Regions from separate parts of the Columba livia genome. Here region 1 is linked to region 2. The links are chromatin contacts, called in public Hi-C maps. All regions are on one chromosome and are shown on one strand. Each heading gives the region's core, a stretch centred on a gene start, on an enhancer-like site or on the middle of the called end of the contact. The rest is flanking DNA. Distances are from core to core; before and after follow the strand shown.

Region 1 (5,685 bases), core at 333-2,832, 590 kb before region 2:
CTGTGGCATGTCCCTAAGAGCAGCTGACTCACTTCCAGAGTGTCTGGAAATGTCAGCGCACGTCTTCTGGTTATCACTTTCTTTTCAGTGTTTGGGTTCTCAGGCAGATAACTGATCTATTACAGAAACGAAGACAACCTCTTTGAAGAGACAATATCCCATCGACATGTCCTTGATTTCCCAGTCCTCCGGAAAAGTGCCCAGGAGCCGTCCCCCGGTAAACTGTTAACCTCCACTGTGAGGCACATCCAATCCGGCTGGACTTCGTGCTGATTGCTCTGAAATTCACGTCTGTCCAAAAGCTGACACGAGGACAAGATGCCCCGAAATGTTACCGGCCCCTCCAAAGCGAGGTTCTAAATCCCGCACTGAGGGATTGTCCCGTTTCCCCCTCTCCCCAGCCTTTTGTTTTTCTTCTTGTCCCTTCCCGTTGAAAGCTGCTTTCTACCAGCAGCGGTCCTGGGGGGCCCCGCGGAAGCCTTGGCAGACGGACGGACAGACGGACGGTCGGTCGTCCCTGAGCGCCGCCGCCGGGGGGCGCCCCGGCACCGTGAATGGCCCCGCTCCGGCGCGGCGCGGCGGGCGGTGGCGCTGGGGACCGGGAGGAGCGGGACCGCGGCGGCCAGACACCCGCAGCTGTTCTCTCTCGCTGTTTGTCCCCGCTCCTCGTCCATCTCTAGTCCCTTTCCGCCTCCCCCGTTTGCAGACCCGCTCCACGGGGACACTGCCATCCCGTAGTTTAGCCCGAAATGGCCCCGGAGGAGCCCGTTCCCAGAGCTCTACCGGGGCTGCCGCTCCCCACGGGTGCAAGAGCAGACCCCGCTGCGGCGCGGAGCCGGCGGCGGCCTCTGGAAGCCCCGGCCGGGGACTACCTGCCTCCCCTGGCCCCCTGGCCAGATAAAGGGGCCGTGTGTCCCGCCGTGTCACCCTCTGGGACACGCCGGGTGCCACGGGCAGGCTCTGGGAAGCAAGAGACGGGAGACCCTCGCAGAGCCTATCGCCCAGAGGGCTGTTCGATTTTGGGAAGTGCAGTTTCTTTTGAAGACACCCGGTTTCAGACAGGGGTCACGGTCGCATGTTTACCCGCCGGATCTGAGGAAGGAGGCGGTGAGGACCGTGCGCCCCGTCCCTTCTGCCTGCAGAGCCCCGCTGCAGGCGGCACCCAGCACCGGCGGTGCTCTATGCTCGAAGCAGAACACCTATGCAGCGAGGGAGGTAGTTTAATTTAGGTAGGGTACACAAGGTGGAGGCCAGACACACCTGAATTATATTAAAATGACTGTATTCTTTTTGACCCCGAGGCTTCCCGGCCGCGCCACCAGGGCTGCCCGCGCCCCACTGCGGGGCTGTCCCGGGGGTCAGCCCCGGCCGGGGGAGGGAGAGCATGCCCTTCGCTGGGGGACGGGGGCGACTGCCTAGAAACCCCCACAAGGGACACCCTCCGCAAGGCCGTCCATCGAAGCTGTGCCCGGGAACTCAGTTTTTCCACTGCCCTCCCATGTTCCCCCCTTTTGGGAAGCCGAGGGAAGGGAGGGGGCGACGGGCCGGGCCCCTGCCCGCGGGCGCGCTGCCGCGGCGGCCGCCCGCCTCATGCCGCAGGAATGCGCGGAGGTATGCGCCAGTTTCCAGAAGTGGATCCCCTTCCTTGCTGGAGCAGAGCAGCGCATATATCACCCGGTGGCAGCAGTCCACCTTCCCTGCAGTTTCGTAACCGCTTACGAGGGTAAATTGAGAGTTGGGAACAGCCCTCTATTAAGTAGCAGATTGAGAGGAGGCTCTTCCCACTTGGAGAAGGCAAGTCTTCCCAGACGGACCCCTCGCACCGGGAGCTACAGTAATCGAGGCGCCTCCTCTGCGCTCAGCTATTGCCGCTGCTTCTGCTCCTCCTTCGCCGCCGCTGCTACTTGCTGCTCCCTCCACAAGGTGCCCCCGGAGCTTCATCCTTTCCTCCCTTTATCCAGGTCCGACGGCTGCGGCTGCTGCTGCAGGCACCGCCGGAGTCACCGCCGGAGGAGCTGCCCCATCACCGACCCCGGCACCCTGCAGCCTCCCCTGAAGGTCTGTGCCCGCGCAGGAGCGGGGATCCCCTGCTGCCCCCTCGGCCGACCCCCTCTGCCTGTCCGTACGCACCACGCACGCAGCCCCTTTTGATGCACTTTAGGCTGAGATTAGCAGCGCTGGGCTGAAGGCTGACATAGGAGGGGGCAAAGAGCTTATGTGTGCCTGTGTGTGCTTGTTGGGCATGTCAGAGCCGGCTTGCAGGAGTGAGGCCGAAAGGGTGGAGGCGCAGAGCGGAGCGCCCCGAGGGGCTTGCTGGCTGTCGGGCCCGGGGGGGCACGGGCGCTCCGGCCCCGGGCGCTGCCGGCGGACGGGTGGCGGAGCAGAAACGCGGTGGGAGGCAGCGGTGGAGGTGTCCCTGCCACGGTGGTTCCCTCCGGCCGGAGGCTGCAGCCGGAGCCCGGTGTGAGCGCCCAGGGCGGCCGCAGGCACGCTACCGCTGCGGCTTTGGCAGCAGCTCTCGCTTCCCTCCCCGGGGTGTGCAGCTGCCGGTCATGCTTTCTCCTGTTACCAGTTTTTTATGCCTTTGATAGGTAGTGGGCTTCTCCTGTGTGGTGGTTTATTTTTTTCTTACTGAAAGTGGGAAATGTCATGCACTGTGCAGTTCAGAAATGCTTAGGCTAAGCTTCTGTAGATTGAATCAGTATGAGATTGGACTGACACTTGTGAAAGGCCCTTTTTTTTTCTTTTTTTTTAAGTGGTCTCTAAAGATCAATGAGAAAACCTTTAGTCCTGACACAAAGTCTTCTTGTGTCCCTGCTGAGCCAGTGAGAGGTGTTTTCCTCTGTCATCTCCAGGCTTTCTGTCATGCACCTAAGTTTGCGAGAAAGAAACAGTTTCTAGGTGGGCAAACTAATGCTTTGGCCAAGACATTGTATTTAATGAAAGAAAAATGTACATCAGGAATGGTAGCCCTGCAGTACTAGTGAAGTCCTAGACGCCTTTGTGAGATGATTAATTTCTGTTGCTTTTCAAAAGGATCAAAAGATGGCACTCCAAGCCCACGCAACATTTCTGGGACAAAAGTCCATTTACGTTGAGTTTAGGCAATCCTTAAACCCACTGCAGAATGCAGCAGATGTGCTTAGGGACAGACGTTTCCCACGCAGAGCAGTGATATGATTTTGGAGCTTTTCAGGAGAACTTAATGCTAACCTTGGTCTTTCTCGTGTTAGTGTCATGGAGTTGTTATGGTTAATATTACTCTTCTGTTTACACGCTGGAGGTACCATTGGACTGAAACCATTGCTTAGTTTTTCTTTGAGCTCTTGGTATTTTTATGTGCAGTGAAGGCATTTGGCTAAGGCAAGCATACACAGCTGCCCCGCAGAAGCCTGTTAAGTTCTGCGTCAGTAACTGGGAAATTCCTGGATCTCCATAGCATCTACCCACTAAATGTGCCTTGCTGGTTAGTTCTCTAGATGGCAGAAGAATATTATTTTAGCCTTCAGCTGTTTCTGTGGACTAATGATTTATGTATTTTTCTTTTGTTTTGCTCTTGGCACCTTCCTGATAAAATCTGTTGCCTAATTGCTTTTGGAATTCTCTTTCCTCCAGCCTAATTATGATATATGATGCACTTATGACTTTATTCAAACAAATTACCCCTCCCCTGCTTCCTGAAAAACGCAAACTTTAGAAATACTTATATGCGTATGCAATGAGGACTGTTCATATTATCTTTTACTTAGACAAGGAAATAATTTGGAAGTTTTGCTGGAGTGATTTGGAATAATTTGACACGACCTAGAACATATAGTTATGAAGGTATAGCTGCTTGCAATTAGGAACCACTAACTTGGCCTAATCCCATTTATTTTGCTGGGCGACCTGCAGTGACTGTGAGCCTCTTTTGCTTGTCTGCTTTTTATAGTGTATTTTAAATCTATTTCTCTCAGAACGTGTAAATGAATTATCAGATGTTGAAACATCATGGCTAGACAGATGTGTCAGGTTTCAGTTGTGTGTTACACACACTTCTGTATAATCTATTTCAGACCTTCAAGAAATGAGGAATAGCACATTTGTAGGCAGAACCCCTCAAAAAGAGTTTTATTACAGTTTCCAAACTGCCTTGAGACCACTAAAACACAGCTAACTAAGTGCTTCAACAGTTATGAAAAAGGAGCCGAATAAAATCCCCAGCTGAAAGAACCATTTAGTTGATCCAAGGCAGGAATGACCTCTGAATTAGCTATCATCACACTCGGCGATGAAGTCATGGAGCTCCCTCCTGGCTCCTGCCCATGCGGAGGCACGGATCTTCACCGCGCTTCCCTGATCAAATTAACCCCGACTAGGTTAAAGCTGTGTGTGCTTACCGCAGTTGGAAAGGGTTCAGCAACAAAAGGCACATTATTGCGAGACGAGACTCTCCAGTTAGTCATGCAGATCTGTCATCCTTCTGGACAGCTTTCAAGTCTAGAGGTTTCAACCTGGTCCTGTGGGTGGGGGCTGGGGATAAGGGAACAAAGTGAAATCCACGGTTCATCTTTTTTATGTTTCATGAATACACCCACGCCAATACTCTAATCCACGCGTATCATTTCCTTCTCCTTTCTCTCTTCCCCCCACCCCATCACTGCAGATTCATTCATGTTGTTGTGATCTGAAAGGGCAGAAATGAAGACAGCGCTGTGCTCGGCAGTCGCTGCTCTGTGTGCAGCCGCCCTCCTCTCCTCCATCGAGGCTGAAGGTAACCTTCCCCTCCCTGTCCCCTTGTCCCCCATGCCCTGCTGACAAGCAAACCTCCCAACCAGCCCTGGCCTACAGACTCTCTCCATTTTGAGTGTAACTACTTCACCTTCTCTTTCTCTCCTTCAGAGAAACACCTCTCCTTCCTTGCCCAGCTCCTTCTGTGCTCTGTTTCTCCCGGCTAGCCAGCCGGACCGTAGCTCCCTCTCTCTGTCTCTCTGGTGTGCTGTCCACACCGCCCCGCAGACGGGATGTGGGCCAGCTGGCATGGCTGCCCAGGCCCAGCGCCTCGAGGAGCCCGCTGCCACTGCTGCCGCCGGTGGGCAGCTCGGCACGGCTGGGGCCTGTGGTGCTGCCCTGCTGACTGAGGAAGAATGGCTGGGCTCTGTGCTGTAGAGTCTCATTTAGTTATGTTGAGAGATGAAACGAAAAGTCCATCACCCAAAAAACCCACAGCTTTGAAATAAAATGCTCCAACAGAGTCTGGCTCTCTGCGCCTGTGTGTTTTGTTCAGGCTGGACCCCTCGCCTCTGTCCCACCGGCCTGCCGGTGCACTGGCCTCCCCGGCTTGGTGGGGCGACCCCCTGCCAAGCCCTGGGGTGGTCATACCCTCCCTTGGGGATACTGCAGCATCCATGGCAGGGCTGAACTGGGAGACATGGCCGGGGAGGTGCTGCTGCTGCTGCTGCTGCCGTGACATGTGTCCTGGGCATCACCGAAGGGTGGCTGGGCCTGGGCTGGGCCTTGCTGTGGTGGCCAGAGCCCTAAGGCTTTGGCATGCATGTGGTGCCATCACCCCCAAAAGGACTTTTCTTTTCCTCCTTGTCCCTGCAGGGCCCTGGCCCAGTCTCTGGAGGCTGAGGTCCTTGTCATCCCATGGCAATGTCCTGCCTCCAGGTGCAGGGATGAAGACCGGGTGAAACTCATCATGGC
Region 2 (5,362 bases), core at 149-2,648:
AAGCTGTTAACAAAAACAAACAAAAAGGTAGAGCAAATTTAAGTATGTAGGGTTCAAATCCTTCTATCCTTGTACAAAACAAACAAACCCATCCTTTCTTGGCTTCACTAGCAGCCTTTTTGAAACACATAATATTTGCTGCAGTTCCTGGAGAGGTAATGTCCTTACTACAAAAAACTTTATCACAGTTATTTACCAGATGCCGTCAGTCCTCACATAATCAAAGCTGAAGTCTTGACTAAGCAAGCTTACACACAGGTGTGAAAGAGGAAAGCAGTCACAACATGTGGAAGCAGAAAGGAGAACTGCTTAGAGTTAAAAATTGGGCTATTCAGCTCTCTGGGCAAAAGGTTGATGGTAAAGCTCAAGCTATTATTTAGTCTTGAATAGTGGAAGGCATATTTCATAACTATTGCACATCCATAATGTATGTATATCCCTGATGCAAAATCCCCATTGTCTTTGTATTGTAACTCTCCACACAAAAAACAGAAGACAACTCCAAATTTGGATGCTGCAGATCTCTTAGTCTGCAATTAAAGAGGTTAAAGCTTTACTATAGTAACCTAGATTTGCCACACGCTTAAAGCACATCCATAGAATTACTGTGGCTCAGCTGACTTGTAGTAACTTGTCAAACTCGATCAATTTGGTTGCTTGTCTGAACCCTAAGGCTGCTCTGTTGTGACTTATCTAGTCAGGCACAGAGCTTGTGAGAAGCTGCCACACCTCTCCTGATAAAGATGGCACAGTCAGAAGGGCATTACTCAATACACACTAAAAACAGAGGGGAAAACAATATTTTGATTTTTCTTCCATGTTCCAAACAGAGTGTACTGCGAAAATCCCCTGCACAAAAAACACAACTGACAAACTCTATGAAATCACTTCTTATCCTGCTTACTTCTGATTTAATTAACTCAGCTGGACTTTGCCATTCAAATATGAAAAATGTTGGCTTTAGTATGTTGGAAACTGAGAAATGAATAAGCAACCATGAGAACTCGGCAAAGGGCAAGCAGGCATTGTCCAAGCCTCACTACACTGTCCCAGCAACACTGACTTTGCAGCAATGTGCCCCGAGGCTGCCAATAATGATGAATTTTAGTGTTCCCCTGTTATTTTTATATGGGCAAAACAATCCCATTCATTTATTTTTGTGACCTTCTTAGAGATTGTGTCACAATCTCTCATTCCGAAAAACCTCAGAAAGAGCAGCTGATTCCTGGAGTACTGTTTGTAAAAGATAACCTTGCAAAACTTTGCCCTGGTAGTGGAAAATTCATCCTCAAACTCTTTATTGCCCCAGACTACTACTATTAAATGATAATATATGGAGAAACAGTAAAATTATACAACACATCCCATTTGAGGCCATATCTTGGATCTGAATGCTAACTTAAAGTCATACCTTGAAGAAGATTCATATTTAGTCTGCCAAATATTGCTTAGGGCAAGAACAATGTTTGAAAAAAACTGTCAACATTGTTTTACATCTCTTAGGCATCTTTGATGTTCAGACACAACAGCTTTCCCTCTCAGTCTGACTTCAGCAGAAGGTTACTGCTCATCAGCCCCTTTCATGTTTCTTTCCAGCTCTTTAAAGGCAGGTTGTCCTGGCGGAGTAACTTGCTTCATTCTTAAACATCTATCCAGACATTTCTACCTCATTTTCTCAGTAAATTTATTCAAAGGGGTTTTGTAGTGAATATCTTAGCAGTGTATTGCAGCTTTTGCATAAAATGTTCCATTCCACTCCCCCGCCTCTCCTTTCTGTCTCCACAGTCTGCGGTTTCACTGTGTCTGCCTGCAGGTACGTGGCATTTCACAAACCTCGGGCAGCAGCAATCTGTAGTATCAGTCTGAGCAGCACGTCTGGAGAGTACTCTACCATCACACTCCTGTCTTCCCTACTTTCTACACTCTCCTCCTGTTACCATGAATGAGCCGAGCAGTGCAAGCACAGAACTTTGGACCTACTTGAGCTGATCAAGCATTTTACTATCGTCTCTTTCAGCAGCCAATCCAGCTCTCCAGCGATACCGTCCCTGTGTTTCCACCCATCTCTCATCTTTTTGCCATGTCCGTTGTTTTATGCAAACTTCTTAGTGCTTTATTTTTTTTTCACTAGTGGACAAATGAAGGACTACAGATGTTGTCCATCTAGTCTTCTGTAAAACCTTTGACATGGTCCTCCACAACATCCTTCTCTCTAAATTGGAGAGGTATGGATTTGACGGGTGGACTGTTCAGTGGATGAGGAACTAACTCGGTGGTCACACCCAGAGAGTAGTGGCACAATATCTGGCTGGACACCAGTGACAAGTGGTGTCCCTCAGGGGTCCATACTAGAACAAGTATTGTTTAATATCTTCATCAATTACATAGACAGTGGCATCGACCACATCCTCAGCAAGTTCGTAGATGACACCAAGTTGAGTGGTGCAGTTGACATGCCTGAGGGATGGGATGCCACCCAGAGGAACCTGGACAAGATCAAGAAGTAGGCCTATGCAAACCTCATGAGGTTCAACGAGGACAAGTGCGAGGTCCTGCATCTGAGTCAGGGCAAGCCCTGGTATCAATACAAGCTGGAGGATGAAGGGATTGAGATCAGCCCTGCTGAGAAGGACTAGAGGGTTTTGGTGGATAAAAAGCTGGACATGAGTCATCAATGTGTGCTTGCAGCCCAGAAGGCAAATCATATCTTGGGCTGCACCAGAAGGAGCATGCCCAGGAGGTTGAGGGAAGTAATTCTGCCCCTCTGCTCTGGTGAGACCCCACCTGGAGTCCTGCACCCAGCTCTGGAGCCTTCAGTACAAGACAGACATGGACCTGTTGGAGAGGGGCCAGAGGAGGCCACAAAAATGATCAGAGGGCTGGAACACCTCTCCTATGAGGACAGGCTGAGAGAGTTGGGCTTGGTCAGCCTGGAGAAGGCTCCAGTGAGACCTTATTGTGGCTTTTCAGTACTTAAAAGGGGCCTGTAAGAAAGATGGGAACAGACTTTTTAGCAAGTCTTGTTACGAGAGGACAAGGGGTAATGGCTTTAAACTGAAGGAAGGGAGATTCAGGCTAGACATAAGGAAGAAATATTTTACACAGAGGGTAGTAAAACAGAGGAACAGATTGCCCAGAGAAGTGGTAGATGCCCCATCCCTGGAAACATTCAAGGCCAGGCTGGACAGCGCTCTGAGCAACCTGATCTGTTTGAAGATGTCCCTGCTCATGGCAGGAGGGTTGGACACATATATCCCTTCCAATCCAAACTATTCTATGATTCTTTCTGGAGTTGGTCTGAGGAGTTGTTGCTTGTTGTGGCTGCTTTCCTCTGTCACACACCTATGCATGACTTCACTTATTCAGACTCTAGATTTGATCATCTGGGGACTGGCAACATTTAGTGTGGCAGTATAACTACATCCATCCAGTCCTTAGAAGTCTGGCCTTTTCAGCTACTGCCCCCAGACAACCCATCACAATGGCAGCCCATCACAATGACAGCCTTGAGGTGGGGTCTGGACACTGTAGAAGGATATTCTAAAGTGCCAAAACATGTTTCACAGTTCTCCAAAAATACGTAATGCAGCAAAATTAAGATTATTTGTCCTGGTTCAGGATGGAACTCAGTCACCTGTGTGTGCTTCAGGGATAGCTCTGACTCAGGCTTTACTGGCATCAAAAAGATGACATCAAAAAGAGGTGGTTCACCTTTCTGTTCAAAGTGTGAAGGACCACTATGTCCTTCAAAGAAGGATCTGCCTCTGATCCTTATTCTTTCGGCTAAGTTGAGATGGCCTAATAGCATGAGGAAAAAAACCACAATATGTAGTTTCTAGGACTGTGGGAACATATAAGCCTTCCCATTATTCCGAGGATACTCTTCAGGGAAAGGGATATCAGAATAAATCCTAAAGATAGCTTATGCAGAGAGATCATTAGCAACACATTTTCTAACAGATTCTTTCCATGTGAGTGGCCAAAAATTTTTTTAAAGCCTTGGATTTTTTTCTGTTGTTGTCATTAAGCAGTGTTTTAGGTATTTTGCAAAGAAAACTTTTTTGTATTTCCTAGCCCCACAACCAAATCTAAAATAAAATAATGCAAAAGGAAGCAATACCTTTTTGGTCAAAGGAAGAGTCCAGAGTACTTTTGGGTTTCATAGAATCATAGAATGTCCTGAGTCGGAAAGGACTCACAAGGATCATCAAGTCCAACTCCTGTTCCTGCATATGACAACCCCTCAGTTCACACCATGTGTCTGAGGGTGTTGTCCAGTCTCTTCTTGAACACTGTCAGGCTTGGGGCTGTGACACCTCCCTGGGGAGCCCGTTCCAGTGCTCTACCACCCTCTACCTTTTCCTAATGTCCAACTTAAACCTCCCCTGGCACATCTTCCTCCCATTCCCTTGGGTTCAAACATGTCAAGGTTTAAGGCAAGGCGGCAATTAACAACAAACTTTGAAGCCAAAATCACTATTATTTCCCATCTGCTAGAGGGACCTAGCCTATTATATGACAAGATCTAAAGCTTTCTGGTGACCCTCTAAGCTCAGGCTCACATAACAGTGAAACTGCACAGGGATAAAGCAGGGTTGGGTTGTCTCCCTTGTTGTTTTAACTGCTTGATTACTGTGTGTTCCCAAAGACCTGGGAGAAATAATTTTCACCAGCAGACAGTGTAAGGGTCCTAGACTAGCTTAAAAACTAAGAAGACCCACCTGAAAGGTCACAATTCATGTAAAATATTGCAGTTATGGGGAAAATCCCACTGATGGTTTGAAGGTAAGTGTTAGGCTAGAACAAATTAAACAACAGTTTTCCAGTGAACCTCTTTAACTAAGAGTATGTTCCAACTTATGAGTAACTACAGAGCACCAAAGGTGTTGTATCATATCTTCCAGCATACATCATGTGTTAAGTCTCAATAGGCAGATTTATACAATTTATTTGATCTCTGCTGTCTGGAACACACTACACCTGTGAGACAGACCCCATCTGCAATGCAAGACTTGTGAATGAAAGCCAAATGTGGCTGGAAGTAGTGTTTGTAAGTCAGAACATGTATTTATCTAGTGTTTTCTGCCAAACTTTTGCTGCTGGTTTCTTTAGGCTCCCTTCGATCAAGCTACATGTATATGACTTCTTGGGTCTCATTATTGACAATTTTCTTGGCACTAACTGCCAGTCAACTCCAAGAGGCTTAACTTATTAACTTTACAGCTCTCTGTTAAGCCAGACACATCTCTTAGAAAATAAATAAATAAATAGATAAATAAATAAAACTGTTTAATTTGTACAGCTCAGTCACACCAGCTTCTTGGGAGAAGATGAGGTTTCACTATTTGTAATCAATGAGGCT

What was found. A called contact is a pair of places that touch in the nucleus more often than the background predicts.
Region 1: a Hi-C map of crop shows a contact between it and region 2, with 6 times the contacts expected there. The contact joins the promoter of COL12A1 here to the enhancer-like site in region 2. A contact is called at or near these places in 2 of 2 Hi-C or Micro-C datasets (crop and liver).

The regions. Positions count from the first base shown.
Region 1 is chr3:33,383,278-33,388,962 of bColLiv1.pat.W.v2, reverse strand. It overlaps COL12A1 (collagen type XII alpha 1 chain), which reads left to right and starts at 1,582. Exons shown (of 52, transcript XM_065056323.1): 1 at 1,582-1,794; 2 at 1,962-2,058; 3 at 4,646-4,753. The coding sequence starts at 4,681.
Region 2 is chr3:32,792,242-32,797,603 of bColLiv1.pat.W.v2, reverse strand. No RefSeq gene overlaps it. Among named protein-coding and RNA genes, the nearest start is that of CD109, 110 kb to the right of the region's middle. Within about 2 kb of position 1,398, at least 1 of the 3 cell types and tissues checked has an H3K27ac peak away from gene starts, as active enhancers do.